Regions from separate parts of the Gossypium raimondii genome. Here region 2 is linked to region 1. Evidence: chromatin contacts called from public Hi-C data. All regions are on one chromosome and are shown on one strand. The core of a region is the stretch at or near the end of the contact, and the rest is flanking DNA. Distances in the headings are between cores, read along the strand shown.

Evidence for each region. Hi-C and Micro-C count contacts between places; a contact is called where the count stands out from the background.
Region 2: a Hi-C map of leaf shows a contact between it and region 1, with 3 times the contacts expected there. The contact joins the promoter of LOC105792096 here to the promoter of LOC105792089 in region 1. A contact is called at or near these places in 2 of 2 Hi-C or Micro-C datasets (both in leaf).

Annotation. Positions count from the first base shown.
Region 1 is chr8:52,629,027-52,633,860 of ASM2569854v1, reverse strand. It overlaps LOC105792089 (NADH dehydrogenase [ubiquinone] 1 beta subcomplex subunit 8, mitochondrial), which reads right to left and starts at 1,948. Exons shown (of 4, transcript XM_012620488.2): 1 at 1,725-1,948; 2 at 1,537-1,623; 3 at 1,315-1,410. The coding sequence starts at 1,862.
Region 2 is chr8:52,977,779-52,982,612 of ASM2569854v1, reverse strand. It overlaps LOC105792096 (GRAS family protein RAM1), which reads right to left and starts at 2,818. Exons shown (of 1, transcript XM_012620497.2): 1 at 1-2,818. The coding sequence starts at 2,185. The coding sequence ends at 11.

The DNA.
Region 1 (4,834 bases), core at 699-3,198:
AACTTTAAGACTGTCACAAACTAAACTCTTGCAAGCAACAAAAAATTACACCAAATTAATGACATGTAGGTTACTTCTCTCTAGCTACTTTTTGGGCTGCTAATGACACACAACATGAAATGTTGATGGATGTACCATTAAAGAAAGGAATTCAAAGCCATACAAAATAAAAAGGATAAGGAATCTTCTAAAATAGACATCACTAAACCCAAAGCAAGCAGAAGACTTCCACTTACCTAGCAGAAACATCATTGTTTAAATAGCACGAGTAAACAGTGGTTTCCATTGATTTACCATAAAATATCTAATGTGAACTCTCAAGAACTTCAATTATACCTATCAAAAACAAAATAACTTTAATTATCTATGCAATTGACATGGCAGTGCTAGCGTATTGTCAAAAGATATACCCTAAAAAGGCTTCTTGCAAATCCCAAAATATATTGTCAAAGTTGCTAGCTGAGCATGAGACGGATTTCAAACTCCAGCAGGCAGAACAATGAGGCAGAAGGCCAAACTAGCCCCTAATAGAAGGGCTTTCCTCAACAATTCAACACATCTAACAGGGGAAATGCATTTCTGAAAACATTTCTGAGTTCATCAGAGAATAAAGCAGGGGAAAACCAAAGACAAGGGCTTTCTATCGTGAACCTTTGCAAAATTCATCCTCTCAACCATAATCATTGTTGAGAAAACAGGCTAGAGTCCTCTAGGATGAAATATCTTCCATCTTAAAGCAGCTAGTTCACATATCCCCCTATTCTGGGATTATGACTCACTCGAGCTTGAAGTTCAAAATTTCTCAGCATAAAACATGAGTGACATTATGGTACCATTTGATTCGATCACTATCCTACATTCCTATTTTCCCAATTTGAAACATATCCAAAACACCACTAAGCTACAAATATTAATATTACATGAATACGTTAAAAAAACTATAAGGTAGCATTTGGGGTCTTGGATTTCAAACTTTGGATTTGAATTTCGAGAATAGTGCAAATTGAGTGATAATACACATACAAATATATTGCTCATGATTATTTCTCAAATCCGTGGATTTGTTGGATGCCTAGTAGTGAATTTGAAATTCCCAAGGAATTTGACAAATTCATGATTTTTATACTTTCCAAAAACGCATTATATTGAAATTCATCTAATTTATTCATAATATATACAATTCATTCTCACAATTTATATAGCAAATGAAATCCAAATCCAAGATTTTCAATTTCATATTCCCAAATGCAGCATAAAGAAAATTGAATTGAACTAAGGCAAACTCAACTAATAAAGTCAGAGATTTGAACTCACGAATGGAATCTTGGAGGCCTTATCATTCCACCAAGCCAAAAAACCCAACGATGCAAAGAAGCTCAAGCCTCCACACATCCAAGCTAATGCCTCGTACTACTCCCAGAAAAATGAAACATAGGAACAAGAACAGAGAAAAAAAAAAGAGTCAGTTTCTTCAAATAATCCAAAATCCCACAACCATAAAACACAAGTGAACATTTAAATAGAGAACTTACTTACCTTTCCGACAGTATCAGCGATTCGATCAATACAAGGTTCTGGAAATGCAGTTCCATTGTCCCAAATTAGCTCGTCATTTACAGGAAGCTGAAAGGGTCCAGCAGGAGTAAAATTGTAAGGTTTTGGGTTAGTCTTTTTAATGATTATCACTGAATAGATCTGAAGAATTATGAAGTGATTGAGCTTACGGGCTTGTCGGGAACGATATGTTTGCCGACAGGGAGACCTATACCGGAACGAAGTCGAAAAGAAGAGGCGATGGAGCGCGATACGACGCCAGTTCCGCCCATTATACGCGACGCTACGTTGCTCAATCTTCCTGCCATTTCTTTTCTCCTCGGAACTTTCTGCAGAACCAAACTCTGGTTTCTGAATTAATATTTTGCTATGACTAATTCCAATGGGCCATTTGCCCGCCCATCTATATGGACCTATGGAAACCTTTTTAGTGTTAAACTTGTGATATTTTAATAGGTTTGATTTTCACCTTACATAAACTGTTTCTAAATATATTCTAGTTGTCCAAATTTATTTTGATTCAAATCCGAATGTATTCTACATATTACAAATTGAGGGAGGAAATACAGCAATAGAGTTTGAACCTTAGTCTTTTGACTGTCAACAAAAACTTTAAATATATTTTTTTCAAAAATTTGAAATTAAGCCTTTTTCGTCCCAAGGTCAATACCTAACCTCGCGCTTAGATCTTGCAAGCTTCTATTATCACCTAAAGTTTCCCTTTATCTTGAAATCACATACAAGAGTATTTAAATTCCTTCAACCCTGAACGGTTTAAAGAGTCCATAATCTCTTTAGGGTCCTTATATAACCCATCAGTGCCTAGCACGTCGATCCCTCAAAATGTTTATGGTTTCTTTATTTTTATTAACCTTGTAGTTATAGCTCCCTAAAAGGAGTTTGAGGAGTTCATGTGGCACATCCATGATTGCCCCTCGCATTTCATAAACTCGTCATCATAAGATGCCCCAAGTAGCAACGATCTTTTCCTCCAAAAAGTTCGAATGCCCCACTCAGGCTCCCTTTATGATCACCTTGGTACTTGACACACTGGTCCTTAAGGCCTTCGTAATCTTTCCCCCAATTTACTCAAAGGTTTCGACCCTCAAAAACCAATAGGAGTTAAGGAGTATACAAGCCACCTATAGAGTCCCATCGATACAAGAAAAAATGTGAGTGTAGGGATATGATGAGCAAATGCTTATATATTTTAAGTCTTAATTCCCTCACATTTGCATTGTTCTTAATTAGTTTTTAGTTAGTTTTGTATAAATAGGTCCATTTTACCATTAGTTATTGAAAAAAATTAGTTTTAAGTTGTTCTTAATGTTTTTTGTGTTCTTGAGTTAAAAAGCCTTTTCAAGGACTTCTTATAGGTGGAAAAAGCTGGAAAATGCAAAAAGTATGAATCTACCTGCAAATAATTCACTTTACATAAACACAAAAAGTATGAATATATTCTACTTTCCGTCAGTACTCGAGTTTCAAATTTGCGAGATTTATTAAATTAATTGGGCTTTTGGTCTTGTCTGCTCTAGCTTGAGATTTTGCCTTAGAAAAGGCTTGTAAATAGTAGAAGCATGTTGGATTCCTAAGGCTACCGTAAAACTTTTGATTACGTTTTCTTAGGTTGGAGAGTTTGGTTTAATAGTTTTTCTTTGTTTTCACTTTAAACTTTTAATTTTCTTGTAAATTGCAATAACTCTTTTGGAGATTCTTTATTATGTAGTTGTCTTAATTGTATGTAATACTTTAGTTGTCATACCTCTTTTTAATACCTTTTATGTTGTTTTCGAATTTAAAATGAGCAAAATTATTTATGCGGATGGGAGATCAAATAGGATTAAAACTTAGTTTAAGAATAAGACAACGATTTAATTCTGTAATTTGTGCTCATGTATTAATTCTAGTTGACTACTATGTTGATATAATTCCTAAAGAGACACTGAGGTTGAGAGAACTTCTCTACTCTACTTTAGTGATCTAATAAGAAATTACCCAAAAATGCTTTTAGGAAAAACAAACAACTAGGGACCACATTGCACTATTGGAAAAATCGGTTATTGTGCAACAAAACTTGAATTTTTTTCATAAAACTGGATATTTGGTTGTGATATCTATAGTAATAAATCCCACCAAATTTAGTCCTTGTGTTTTCCAGCTAAAGAGTCTCACTGAATCCTGGATCTAGCATTTAAATCTTTCTGGCTTTCAATTGAATGATATTCTCCACTATTCTCGAACCTTCAATTGCTAAGAAAGTGGATTCTTATTAAGAATTGAACATAAAACAAAAATTGAAACTTTCTTAGGGGAAAGTTAACTTTCTCTATGGAAAACCAATATCAAAAATTTGTAATCACAAATTTGAATTATAACTGACAAGGAAGTTGCAATTATAATCTCACAAATCTGAAACTTGAGTACTTACGAAAAGTAGAATTTATTTGAACTCAAATAAAATTTAACTAAAATTTGGCAAAGTATCCACTTATTATTGTTCTATATTTTCGACTATCCTATAATCCTTACATATAAGAAAAAATCATAAGAGTTCTACTAGAACATGAAAAGAGGTAAAAACAATATTTTAATAGAAAACCTCGAGTACCACTAGGACTCGTTGTGGTGGGCTGCATATGCTCTTATGGGATTCTTCCAATGTGCTGCCCACCCTTATGGTAAATGACCTCATTAGGTCTTTCACGCATTGGCTACATTTATATGTGTAGTCTAGTTCTAAAATAAATTAAAACAAGCTCATATAATTGTCAACCTAACACTATACCAAAATAGGCTTTTAGCAGCACTTTTAGCGGCGTTTGGACAAAAAACGCCAGTAAAAATTGAGCATTAGCAGCGCTTTATGGAAATCGCCACTAAAGATTAAGCATTAGCGGCGTTTTTCAAACAACACCGCTAAAAATGAGCATTAGCGGCGTTTTTTAGAAAAACGCCACAAAAAACCTAAGCCTAACGGCGTCATTTTTTGACCTTTCGGGGCTTTAGCGGTGTTTTTGAAAAAGCGCCGCTAATGCTCGGGGCTTTAGCGGCGTTTTTTGAAAAAGCGCCGCTAATGCTCAAGGTTTTAGCGGCGTTTTTGAAAAGGCGCCTCTAAATACATTTTATCTTAATTGGTTTATTTATATTAATTATTTAAATATTCAATTTATTTCTAATTGAATATTTAAAATCTTCAGAAAAAAAATAATGACATGTAGAAATAATTTGAAGTAAAACACATGGAAAAATTAAAATACTATTATTTAAAATAATTTTA
Region 2 (4,834 bases), core at 1,569-4,068, 350 kb before region 1:
GCTCTGCTCTTCAGCACCTCCAAGCTGAAGCTGAGATAAGTTCCCTCTGCTGCCAGCAAAGCACAAGTGAAGGCTGACGCTTCTCCACATGAAACCCTCTTACTTGAGCTCTCTTTACAACACAATCTGCCTGAGTTTTGGTGAAGTTGCTGAATGTTACAGGGGTGAACCCAGACGAGCATAGAAGTGTCTTCCAAAGAGGCATATTCTCAGGTGCTCGCAGTCGCCCCAACACAGTGCTTTCAATTCTTGGCACAATAAGGAACCTTTCAATCTTGTTTACAACATCAGAAGTCACATTACCAGCATCAAGTGATTCAAATATGTTTTTATATGACTGAAAAGCACAGGTTACAAGCTCTGGGAATGGCAGATCATTTCTATCCCACCCTCCGTCTAAAGACACCACAATTTTTGGGGAAAGCTGCTTCACAAAGCGCAGAAGATTGGGCAAAGCAGATGGCTGATTCGAAGAAGACCAAACTGGGAAATTCACAGCCACTGCCTCATTTTGGTTTGTTCGAAACAAGGGCAAAGAGTAAGGGGCTTGATCTAAAGAATCAAAGTTAAGCACCACAAGCTCAAAACTCAAACCAATCTCATTAGCAAATAGCATAAGACTTTCACGCATAAGCCCAAGCTCAATAGGATGGTGGGTCAAGGGTGAGGCAAAGGCAGTAATTCTCAATGAACGAACTCCTCTAATCCTCATGGGAAGCTCCTGCATAAAGGATGCCCACTGAGCACCACATCCAATATCGAAGTCCATAATGTGAATTCGTTCAGCATCATCAAGGGCTTCAAGCAGAGCCTGGTTGGAGGTAAAATTTACAAATTGGATAAACGGAGAGACTTCAGAGAAGACCTTGTAAGCTACCAGTTTGAAGATAACGTCAAAACTGGTGGGGCTTTTCGGAGGTGGGGGAGAGACTGAGTTATTCGTGATAAGTAATTGTAAAGCCTTCCTGATGTAGAAAGCAGCCCTTTGAAAGGGCTTACCAACTGGAGATAGTTGGTGATTGAGCCGCGCCAATATCCCACGCGCGTGTGCAAAATTCCCAGTCCCTACCAACTCTGCAGCCTTGTGAAGCAGCTCCAACACTTCCTCTTCTGCCACCATATGCTGTTGCAGCTGCTTTCTGGTAAACAACTCATGCCCGGCGAGTTTTGGGATCTGAGAAGAAAATTCCAAGTTACCCGCATTGAGACGCTTTGGCAAGGGCTCAAGGAGGTCCTGTTCTCGAGGTAATGGAAAGGAAAAGTTTGGATTTTGAGGACGCTGTTGATGCCGTTGCTGGCCCATCAAAATCTGAGGCTTCTCAAGGTCCTGCTGCTGCAGTTGATAAAGCGTAGGCAAAGTAACAGGAAGACCAATATTGTTAGCTGGAGAAGTAGACATTATATCTTGAATATTAATATCCAACCCAACAGTAGCACCAAGAACTTCGTGATTATTAACCCCCTCAACTGAAGAACAACTTGGCGTCGCTACACCAACCTTCCCATTCTCATTATTGTTGGGATTTGGCACAAACCCAGAATCAGGAAAACCACCCAAAATAGGAGCAGCGCTTGATAACACATTACCGGAAGTAGCAAGGCTACCAATTGGGTCAAACCCTGGACATGGGTCAACAACCCACGACCCTGCATTGCCTTCAAAATCATGACCCTGATTAGGACCAGTACTCCCACTCTGGAGCAGCTGTTTGATGCCAAAGGAATGGTCATCTGCGTCACCAGCAATCCAACGCAGAAGCGAGTGGTCTTGACTAGGTGAAACGGCTGATTCAGACAGCAGAGTCTCCCAATCTCCCAATCCGATGTTGCATCTTTGAGTACCTTCATGCTCTGGAACAAGGTCTATTTCACTCGGGATCTGCCGAAGCTCCGTGGCCCATTCTTCTTTGTCGTTAGGCGGTGCTATGGTGGCCTCCGTGTTGGTGGTGTTTTCGGTGGAATTACCTCCACCGGCTCCACCGTTGAAAGACGATGCGAGAGTGGATGCTGATGTGGGTGGGCTTTGGCTTCTTCTCATATGAAGAACAGAAGTTGGTTCTTGTTCGTTGTTGTAGTAGAAGCCGTTTGCAACACCTTCTTGTTGCTTTATCCACTTGTCTTGTTGACAAATCGAACCAAAACCCGGGAGTTCTACCGCCCCATTAACCTGTAATTGAAACTGCATATGTATTTTATAGAAACGAAAAGACAAAATAAGCTAGTTTGGAGGATCAGAGATTGAAGAAAAACGATTTCTTTTTCCTACAAAAGCAAGAGAAATAAATTAAATGTACGGCTTCCTTCAAGATTTATCAAACCCCCCCCCCCCTCCCCATCTTTCTTGGCATGCCATGAAATTTATCTCCCAACGCCCATTTCACCAAAACATATGGGTTTCACCCTATTCTTTCTCTTTTGTTTTAGCTACATCCTCCTCCTTATCCCCCATACTCAACCTTGCAACCGTTCCATTTTTTTGAGTTTTTAGTTTTTAGTTCCATCTCTCTCCTCTCTAAATACATTTGTTCAGTTTTTAGTTCTAAAAAGCTCCTCTCTCTGGGCTTGTTTACTATTTGCAGCTATGTAGTCTCAAATTTCTTTTTCCTTTTGTATTATTCTCTTCTAAGTTCTACCCTTGTGTCTTGCTTTCCACCATTACTCTCTCTCTCTCAATATATTCTTTTTCAAATTCTCTAAAAGATTTTTCATTTTTACTCTATGCATCTCTCTGAATATATTTTTCCATATTCTCTAAAATTTGTAGCCTTTCTACTCTATGCATCCATGAACAAACCTTCCCCTCTCTTCTTTATATATTCCTGGTTCAATGCGACCCCGACCCTACAGTATTGTCTTTGCCTTATATTAGAAGGCCTATATTACCCTTAAGTAAAAAAAATAAAAACATTACTACTTCCATGCTCAAAAGAAGGCCTATATTACGCTTAAGTAAAAAAATAAAACATTACTACTTCCATGCTCAAAAACAAGGGTAAGTGATGATTTACAAACTCCTCCATTTCTCGACCTTTCGGAACACTCTCCCATTGTAAAAGTTTACTCAGTTAACCATTTTTTTTACCAATAGTAAATACTGATGAAAAGAAATGAAATCGCCTGCTACTAGTGCCTGGCAGTGGCAGTGTGGCACAACTCTATGATGGACTTTTTACTCATGCTGCAACGTGGAGAGGTAAATTCAGGGGCGCCCAAATCAACGAAAAAGGTCAATAATTACTTTTTTCGCGTAAACAGTCTGTGACCCCTTTGCTGTAATAAGGAGAAAACATATGGGTGAATCAAGAGAAAACAAGTCCTTACTGTCCCAGAATTCACCCGCTCCTTTTTCTCTTGATATAGAAAGTATTTTCACTATTAAGCTTTCATTGATGGCTTGGATCACTCTTTGATAAAATTACCAAGTAAGCAGAGAATTGGTATTAGAGGAGTTCACATTGATAGTTTTTGTAGTTTTTTAGAAGGGAAGTTGAAAGTAGAGATTATTTGTTCTTTGGATGTGAATATATATGAAGAATGTATGAAAAAGTGTTCTTAGGGTAGGTTTGGATGTGTAATGGGGTCGGTGTGATCTGTTTAGTTTACTTTTTGTCTCACGCTATAGTACTGTTATAGTATCTAATCTCACACTATCATTATTTTTACACTAACCGCAGATAAACATACTGTCCATCCAAACCTACTATTAATCTAGGTCATATTCATAGAGAAAATATGATTTGGAGTCAAGAGGTTTAGTAGGTAGTTTTTCGTCTCAAGAGGAAATTTTTGCTTACTTTTATTTTAAAATTAGCATGAAATGCATTCATTTATCTCATATGGAGAAAGAGGGAATGAAGGCATTTTAAAAGGAGTCGGATTACAAAAATTTGAGGTTTTAAAGTCCATCAAGAAAGTTGTACAAATTAGGTTATAGAGGAAGTATATTAATACTATTGAAATTATAAATATTTTGATGTCACAACCGATTTTCATTAATGTCCGAAAATTAAGGAAGATTTGAGAGTTAACTGAAAGAGATAGTAAGTTTGGCGGACTCTGCTGGAAAATCTGAAAACTTTAGTGACTAAATGATAATTAGTTGGACCTTAATTCTAGTTTAGTTAAATTGGAATCAACTAATTTCTTAGTGAGAGACATAATGATTATCAATGGATGGTTATTAGGGGTTTTGGTGACTGTGTGGGAAGGATATATATATGTATGATGAGGATTATTCTGCAGGCTGAATTCTTTTCATCTCTGTTTTATTTTCTTCTCTTTTGTATCATCCTCCCTAGTTACTCCAAAGAAGGGAAAGTTGAGGAAAACTCTGGATGAGGCAGTTGTCACATCTCGAAATTGGGTATAGAAGTTTCAAGGGTAATTTTAGAATTAAAGCATGAAATGAGTTCGGAAATTCAGAATGTGGTAACCCGAAAATATCTTCGTCTATGGCTTTAGAAAATTTAAACTAATTTATAAAAATAGTGTGAAATAGGCTTTAAATTTTAAAAAGAGAACTATTTTATAAAATAGCTTAATTTAGGAGTAGCTTTAAAGAAATTATACCAAGTTTTAAAATCAACTCATATTTTCCCCTCTCACCCTATTTTTGACGTGAAAAAAAGAAGATGAGAAACACCCCTTCACCTTTTTCTTTGTGTCGTCCATTAGAGAGAACAACCCCAAAACTTCATTCTTCAATTTTGATCTCCATTACTTCCATCCTTTTGGTTTCCATCATCTCCCAAACATTAAACTTCCCTAGAATTTCAAAAAGAGCATCAAGGAACCATTAATTTTGCTATGGCTTAACTTGTGGGTTTCCTTAGAT